Regions from separate parts of the Mus musculus genome. Here region 1 is linked to region 2. A link is a contact called in public HiChIP or PLAC-seq data. All regions are on one chromosome and are shown on one strand. Each heading gives the region's core, a stretch centred on a gene start, on an enhancer-like site or on the middle of the called end of the contact. The rest is flanking DNA. Distances are from core to core; before and after follow the strand shown. Region 1 overlaps 4930473O22Rik (RIKEN cDNA 4930473O22 gene). Region 2 has its middle 46 kb from the start of Mir3966.

What was found. HiChIP or PLAC-seq counts read pairs in DNA pulled down with a chosen protein or histone mark.
Region 1: an H3K27ac HiChIP or PLAC-seq map of heart atrium shows a contact between it and region 2, with 6 times the contacts expected there. The contact joins two enhancer-like sites. A contact is called at or near these places in 1 of 15 datasets of contacts at CTCF or cohesin (the NIH/3T3 cell line), 2 of 484 Hi-C or Micro-C datasets (psoas muscle and uterus) and 2 of 115 datasets of contacts at active chromatin or transcription factors (fibro-adipogenic progenitors and heart atrium).

What each region holds. Positions count from the first base shown.
Region 1 is chr10:97,587,729-97,592,116 of GRCm38.p6, reverse strand. It overlaps 4930473O22Rik (RIKEN cDNA 4930473O22 gene), which reads left to right. Exons shown (of 3, transcript NR_045356.1): 3 at 194-1,133. Among named protein-coding and RNA genes, the nearest start is that of 4930473O22Rik, 7.0 kb to the left of the region's middle. Within about 2 kb of position 2,311, at least 25 of the 459 cell types and tissues checked have an H3K27ac peak or open chromatin away from gene starts, as enhancers often do. A contact at or near this core is called in heart atrium, where this site is marked.
Region 2 is chr10:97,374,960-97,379,392 of GRCm38.p6, reverse strand. No RefSeq gene overlaps it. Among named protein-coding and RNA genes, the nearest start is that of Mir3966, 46 kb to the left of the region's middle. Within about 2 kb of position 2,787, at least 16 of the 459 cell types and tissues checked have an H3K27ac peak or open chromatin away from gene starts, as enhancers often do. A contact at or near this core is called in heart atrium, where this site is marked.

The sequences.
Region 1 (4,388 bases), core at 1,062-3,561, 210 kb before region 2:
CTGTATCTACAGTCTCAGGTAGATAGGACCTATTGATTCTGAGGGTCTTATTCTCAGTCTTACTACTTCAGGCTTTATGGATATGAGTAGACGAGAATGTGCTAAATGGTTTTATCCTTCTAAAGTATCAAGATAGAACTAATACCAAGTCAAGTTTACTATAAGCTTACACATTCCAATTCTTTCTGGACAGAAACCTGACCACTCATGCCACGTGAGAGCACTGAAGCAAATAGCTGCACAAGCCTTTGAAGTAGCCTCTGCATAGGAAACTGGACACTCTACGGAAAAAAAAATGACAGCCTGGCTTTTCAAAAGTATTTTTCCTGCTCTTAACAACTCAAACTAGTATTATTTTTGTTTTGTATTTTTTCCATATTTGGCTGAAATTTTGTAGGGACCTTAGACAATTAGTTTATAGAGAGATCTTTACAGAAATGACATGATTTTTCACTCCCGCGTGTTTACCACTATAATCAAAGTTATTCTTAATATCTATGTTGCAATTTCAATGAAGAGAATTAAGGTAGAGAAGAGGGGATGACAGCAGGGAAATTTACCAAGCCTACACATTTATAGAAAAGAATTCTTGTAAAGCAAAACTACTCTTGCAGAATCCAAGGTGAACTGGAAGGAGTTCGTGCCACCAAATATTCATTTTCCCCTTGTGCAGAGAATCATGGGTTTTACTTTAAGTGTCAGAGATCTAGAAAGAACTTGACCTTCTATGTGCTTCACAGGTTTTTCCCAAGCTACCAAATTCGTTTTAAATAATTCCAGCCAAAAGACTGTAAATATTTTTACTGTTACATTCCTGTTCCTCTGCTGAGAAAGGCTTTAGTCTGCTGGCTCTCACTTGCAAACTCCCTCTCCCTCCTTACTTCTAGACTCCAGTTCACCACTATAAACTTTATTTAAGAATATGTGAATTGTTTGGCTTTTCGAGTTTAATGTGAAATGAATCACATTACTTTTAACATATGGATTCTATAAATTTGGGGAGAGTGTCCAACAGTATTTTTAAACATACACGTTAAGTTTTGTCCTAAGTTTTCAGAACAAAGAAGAAGCCACTTAAACTCAGATTGTGAGGAGTGTCATTTATAAATAAATCAATCCAATCAGATAACCTTACTGATTAAAAGAGGCACTTTTCTTTTATGAACATTCCCTTTTGAGTTTCTGTGTCCTTGGAATACCTTTACCTCAGAGATTCTCTTTTTTTTTTTTCTCCCAAACATTTACTAAACAGGACACCATTTCTCCTTTTACACAGCAAAGTTGGTAGTTTCAAACTAGCTGAGCCATTAGAACTGCCAATTGCCACAAAATCGGAAGAGATTCTACATGTGGAACTCAAATAGAAGACATCCTGCAATGTATAAGTCACTGATAGGCCCCAGGGCAGTCAGCAAAGTGACTAAGCTTATGAAAGTCATATAAATGGCTTGACAAGAGTGCACAATAGAATGACATCACTGACTCTCAATAAACCAGGGTTAGTTACTAGACTACAACTATGTAGCTCCTCTGCCAATAGGTTAAGGCCTGATTTTATTCCCCAGCTTTGTACGTCTGAAAAGTCTGGTTAGGACAGCTTGCAGAGAGGGGTACCCTCATCTCTTCTCCTCTACCGATTACCAAGCAACAACAACAAAAGCCATGTACACATTTTACAATACCTGATAGGAATTACGTGCAAAACCTGCCTGTGTCCTCACTTAGCAGGCCTGCATCTTCATGCCTTCATTTTCTCTGGTAATGCTACTCATCCCATGTTTCACCCCTAGAGGAAAGCTGTAATTGGACAATATTCATCCTTGCATATACATCACTGACACACTCCCCATAACCATCAAACCACTGTCCCTTCCCTACACATTAACACATAGGTGCACTCCATAAACCTAGGACTACAGATGGCATTTACTTTACATTTGTAGTAGTCACTGTATCAGCATTGTCACTAGAGGATTTGTTCCAGATCTCAGGTTTGGGAAAGGGACTGCTGTATGCCTGGCCCATCTCTGGCACGCCTGCTGGAAACTTCAAAGAAAACCCCTCAGTGTATGTACAAAGTGAAGACCTGTCAGATGATCTCCAGAACAGAGCTGTGCACTTTCAAAGTAGGAGTGAGCACATATTAGCATCTAAACTGAAATCAGTTCACAGAGCCAAAGGCACACTTAAGGGTGTTATTCTTCCCTATTACTGTTGTGGTAAGTCATGAGAAGGGTCCACTTTTGTGCGCACTGACGGCTGGGTAGCTGATAAAGAACACAACTCTCATGAGTTTAACCCACCCACTCGAGTTCAGCCACTGGCTGCTTCTCAACCTTCAGAGTGCTGACAGCACAAGTCCTGTGGCTCCCATAGTCCAAGACCGTGGGAGTTCTGCTGCTTGCGTTATCCAAAGTGACCTCATTTTAACTCGATGTCTCAACTACAACAAAGAACTCTTCTACAGGACTTGAATTTTCACAAATATTTCTCTAAAACAGTGTTGCCTTTAGGGAGGTGTTACTCCCTAAGCATAGTTTATGTCAAACACTGCTGTGTCAAATTCTCATAGTCACTATTTAGCAACTATATAGTACTAATGAGAACAAAACTCCTCTCAGAAACTACCAAAACCTAGTTCATAAAATAGAAACAGAAGGAACGCTGTCCAATACATTCTATGATGCCGCAGTTACTCTGATACCTAAACCACACAAAGACCCAACAAAGACACACAGAGCTTCAGAGCAATTTCTCTCATGAATATGGATGCTCGATACTCAATAAAATTCTTGCAAACCGAATCTAAGAACACATCAAAACCATCATTCACCATGATCAAGTAGGCTTCATCCCAGGGAGGCAGGGATGGTTCAATATATGGAAATCCATCAATGGAATCCACTACACAAACAAACTCAAAGGACAAAAACCATGTGATCATCTCATTAGGTGCTGAGAAAGCCTTTGACAAAATATAACAGCACTTTGGGGTTGGCATGTTCAAAGTTCACACAGGGAAGAGGCTCCAGGTGATTGCACTGGGAGAGCAATCAAGAGTGGACTGTGAGAATGCAGAGGGTAAGGGTCAGCTCTCCTTTCTTCAACAAGAGGAAAGCTTTGCTGCGAGACTGGGGTCATTCACTGAAGTGCAGGGTTTCACTTCAGAACTGCATGAAAAGTGAAAAGGACTCCCCCTTCCTGCACTCCTGGTTCATGCAAACTTATGGGACAGTTTAAACAAGTGACATATTCTGGGGAGATCACTAACACTATCAAGGAAGAGTTACAACTCAAAGTGTGATTCTACCAATAGCAAACATCAGCTGAGAGCCACGGCTGCAACAGAAGACAGCCTAGTGAGCTAGCTACAGTGCTAACACCTTTCACACCGATTTTCCTTCAAAGAACAAAAGTCCATGGGAACTTTGGCTGAGCATATTTTCAAAGAATTCTGCCAAAAAACAAATAATGGAAAGAACAAGCATGAGGATCAATTCTTCCTATAATGGCTTTATACAGGTTTTCCACAATGCCAATCTGGGATGACAGTACAGACAGAATTAGACCGTCAGCAAGAGTGCACAATGTGTAACTACAAAACTAAACAAATCTAGCTAGTTCACCACCCACTCAGTTCTGTTCACCCCATCCTCATCAGCATGGTCTTCCCTCCTTCAAAAGCTGTCCTTAAATTCTACATCTGAATATGCATATTATCTTCATATATGAATGATGTCTTAGAACAGTGTTGGTCCTGAGGAATAAAGGGGAAAATTTGTTTTTGCTTTTTTCATTTTAAGACATGCAGTATTATCAGATACTTTGTTTGGGTGCTTAAAAACCATATGCATTAAAAATAGAACCAAGTAAATACTAAGTTTCACATCTATTCCTCACTGTCCTCAGAGTCCTAAGAGGAAAGACCTGACCTGAGCTTCCAGAGAATCAGTATCTACCTACATCACACCAAGATGGTCTAGGTCAATAGTTCCCAAATTAAGGGCATTTCAACACCTCCCTTTAAGCCATCAGAAAAGCCTTCTGTTTAAACTTGAAAGCTAGGAAAAGTAGAAATCTATTACCATGGAAGAACTCACCATCAAAACATTTCTAACTAACACAAGAGCTCACATGAAGCTCAACCATAGCAACTGGATCTTGCACTTTTGGAGCAGGAAACTTTCATCTGTTTAAGGCCCTGAGTACTCTGCTTTCTCTTCCAATCCTATAAATCTTTTACCTTTTACCTCAGTGAAAAGGTAAAATCTGGACGCCTCCAGTGAGCTCATCAAATTCCATATCATTAATCCCTGATTTTGGGAGTCTCATTTAGTAAATTAAAGAGGAGACTTAGCCATCTGCCCTTCCATCAGGGCTCCAGTGTG
Region 2 (4,433 bases), core at 1,538-4,037:
TTAAAGTTGATAAACTGGTGAATAAAAAAAGCAAGACCCTTTCTGTTGTCCAGAAAGTGTGTGTGGGGAGCTGCTTATCCATTTCTTTTGATCTGGATAGTGTTGGCAGATGCTTGTGGGGAAGTGCAAAGGATTCTGGGAGTAGGCAGTGATCCATGAAGACCTAGACAAAGTTCTCAAAACTGAAGACCTGTCTGGTGAATTTGATGGCTGGGATAAGAAAACACTGTCCCATCACTGGGACCTTCACTTAGCCTTGTTTTATGAAAGCAAATATCACATCACCTCCCTTTAGAACCATTTGGGACCAAAAGACTGTAAAGTAGACATGGTATCTGAACCTCCTCACAGTGTTGGTTAATCAAGTGCTGATAACAGCTGTGGCTGTTATAAACAGAGTTATCTATAAGATTTAGAGTTAGGATAACATTTAGAGTTAAGGATGGCTAAATGAATCAGGCTTCTATTCAGAAAGGCAGGAGTATCGCAACCAGAAGATTGATGCCAGCGATCCTGCACTGATTTCCCATAAACAGGATGATCCCACTTCTATGCCGAGGAATGCATGTGTAAGCCTGATTCATGATCTATGAACACCCAAGGGCTCAAGCATGGATAACACGTCAAGTGCAGATCAGATCCATACAGAGGCCTTCTGTACTTAACTCAAGGATTCAAACAAGTTTACATTCACGACAAATATTATTCTTTCTTTACATAAGAAAATTCTAATAACTGGAATTGCAAAAACTATTGATGTATGCCAGGCATGGCTTGTATGGTAGCTCCTTAGCAAAAGTCTAAAGAAATCAAGAAGTCAGCATAAACCAATCTCTACTCTGGGATTGGTACCAGAGGGAGAAAATACAAAATACTTGAAGTCAAAAGCATGGATTTCAGTCTGAGGAAACATTTTGAAATGTTGTCTTTATTATTTTGGACAAATCATTTAGTGTCCTGGACTTAGCTTCCTTGTCTTAATGACACAATTGTGCCAATCACCCTTGCTCTTCCTCTCAAATGGTTTACGGAGTGTGTTACATTTGTTGACTGGGCTCCTCTGGAAATGTGTGCTTGGCCCAGCCAGATTACTCGTTGTTATGCAGTTCTTCAGCTTTAGAGCTGCCTATTTCAATGGCTGATGTGCATCAGACACTCAATGGGAAAATTAACATAAAATTGAGTGGTCAGCGATGCAAGGGCAGGGATGCAGAAGCGCATAAAGTGACAGTCACTTGAACGTTGTTCATAGATACTTGGAAGTTTGCCTCTGAATCTAAGTAAACTAGGAAAGAAATGCACTTGGTGACTTGAATGTCATGCGTGAAGGTGACTTTGTGTCCCCTTCTCTCTATGACCTCCACAGTTAGTTATCTACAACAGGCTATCCACAGTGGTAGCAAAGGCATGCATAGCACCTTCTGGTACCATAAAAGCAAGTCCTTAGGAAGGCTCTCCATCAAATCCAGCTCAAGGGCCTCCAGGGTCTGTTTCTGAAAAGCATGGTGTCTGTCTCCAGCAATAGGGACTTAACTTCTGCCTCTGTGTGGGCAACCAAGGACAATAGCAAGAGGCTGTATGTTCTGGGATCTCTTGGACATCCCTGACCAACAACTCAAAACAGGGCTTTTTATGTCTGGCACTGTGCTTTTGATCCCAGTCCCAGTGGATCCATTTACAAAACGCTCCCTCACTTTGGGATCCGGGAAGATTCTGGAAGATGGGATTTGAAGGACCATTAAGGGACACAGGAGATTCATGAGAGATTGTGTCTCCTGGAAGTGTCAAAGGCTACACCAATAAAGTCTCACTAGTATGAATGCTGAAACATGAAGCTGAACAAGAACAACAGACATGCCAACATAGGTGGAGAAAGCCCACAGAACTATAACCATACACAAAGAACGACAGCCACATAAGGAGTGATGAGAGAGAGAAATAATATTTCTCCTGCAGGAGCATATCACTTAGCTATCCAATACCAAAGAGTCAAGCCTGAAAACATACATGAGTAACATACAGACTAAACTGCTTATATTTATGAATATGTATGAATATACTATGTGTACATATATGCATGTAACAACAATGAAAATTTGAACAAGAGCAATGAAGTTGATGTGGGAAGGATCAGATCAGTGGAAGGAAAGAGCGGAAGACATGATGTCTATAATCTAAAAAATACTATAATCTAAAAAAGAAAAGACTAAAAGGTAAATTATATGGTAAAAGTAAATTAAAGAAATAAATGACTACCCACATGTGCCCTATTCAATATGGCAGCTACAAATATTATTCTTTCTTTACATAAGGAAATTCTAATAACTGGAATTGCAAAGATTATTGATGTATGCCAGGCATGGCTTGTATGGTAGCTCCTTAGCAAAAGTCTAAAGAAATCAAAAAGTCAGCACAAACCAATCTATACTCTGGGATTATATGGAGCTCCTAACCACTTTAATTAAGCTAAAAAAAATGCAACAGAAATCAACTCATAATTTTATGTAACGTAATTTGATGTTGAGTTCAACTCAATGGTCCCATGATTAAAGGGTACTCTGTTAAGTAGCGTAGGTCTTTAATTTACACGCTGAACAAATGATCACATTTCTTGCTGGGATTCTGAGAGCATATTGTGGCTAATATTAGCATGTGCCCAAGGAAGAATCATTATAAGGAAATTTCAATTGTCAAAATTAAAGTTGTGCTTCCTCAGGCTCAGATCTAGTGCATCTCTTTGGTAAATCCTGCACAGTCTCACGAGAGGAGGGAGTGGGTGTTGGGTCCTGTCCGACTGCATTCACGCCTTCAGCTTTCTGGGACTTTGTTGCCTCCTTTATACAAGGAAGCTGTTAGATTTACACACTGGATGGGAGGATGTATATATTTGCTTTTAGGACTCCTCTGTTATTTCTTGTCTCGTGTGAATCTTTCCAGCTTGCTCTCCTCTTGCTTCTTCTGTTTGGTTGCATTTTAAATAATCTCCTGATTGAAAATTTTATTCTTCTGGATTTGGATTGTCTGGAAGATGTGTTTATAAGAGTCTAGACGTGTATATATGTGGCTTACACACTTTAATTCAAAGGATAACTGCAAATAGATCAACATAACCTTTTAAAAAAAGAAAAAGAAAAAAACATTTTCCAAAGATCTAAATGGAGGAAAGATCGTTGTAAACTTAATAAACTGCAATGTTAAAACCAATCTAAATCACAAAATCAGATTTATTTGTATCCTAGGAGCTTGTTGAGCACAAGTAGCTGCATTTGCAAAAATGCAGATTACTGGTGTGGCCAGTAACCAACTAGAGTTAAAGAAGAAACAATTCTGGAAACTCTGGTCCCTCTGGCTCCCCCGGTTCTCTGCTCCCTGGTAAAGATGAAGAGTACACAAGCCCCACCTACTGGACAACATGGGAATAGCACCCAAGAGCTCAACTTTAATGTCTGTTAACTGGCTTTTGTTTGTTTGTTTTGTTTTTCTTTTCTTCTTCTTCTTCTTCTTCTTTTTTTTTTTTTGCCTTTTTAAAATTAGATATTTTCTTTATTTACATTTCAAATGCTATCCCGAAAGTTCCCTATACCCTACCCCCGCCTTGCTCCCCTACCCACCCACTCCCACTTCTTGGCCCTGGCATTCCCCTGTACTAGGGCATATAAAGTTTGCAAGGGGCCTCCCTTCCCAATGATGGCCGACTAGGCCATTTTCTGCTACATATGCAGCTAGAGACAGGAGCTCTGGGGATACTGGCTAGTTCATATTATTGTTCCACCTATAGGGTTGCAGATCCCTTCAGCTCCTTGAAAATGTGGTACATTTACACAATGGAGTACTACTCAGCTATTAAAAACAATGAATTTGTGAAATTCTTGGGCAAATGGATGTATCTGGAGGATATCATCCTTAGTGAGGTAACCCAATCACAAAAGAAGTCACTTGATATGCACTCACTGATAAGTAGATATTAGCCCAGAAATTTAGAATACCCAAGATACAATTTGCATATACCCAGACACTATTGCATTTGCTAGCAAGATTTTGCTGAAAGGACCCTGATATAGCTGTCTCGTGTGAAGCTATGCCAGTGCCTGGCAAATACAGAAGTGGATGGTCACAGTCATCTATAGGATGGAACAAAGGGCCCCCAGTGGAGAAGCTAGAGAAAGTTAACTGACTCTTAAATGAGAGTGATAATAATAATTTCAATCTTAGTATACTGTTTTAAAGTTATATCCCATAGATATTTAAACGAAAATACCTCTAAAATTGCAAGTAAAGTCTTAGTAAATAACAGGGAGTCCAGATTTTAGAAATTGTGCTAACTGCATCAGATCTTGTAACACATTCTGTTTGACATATCAAAATAGCATAATCCTAAGCCACCTCTTAACATCATGATTTTCTTTTAGGCTTGGACCTGAATACAGATATTT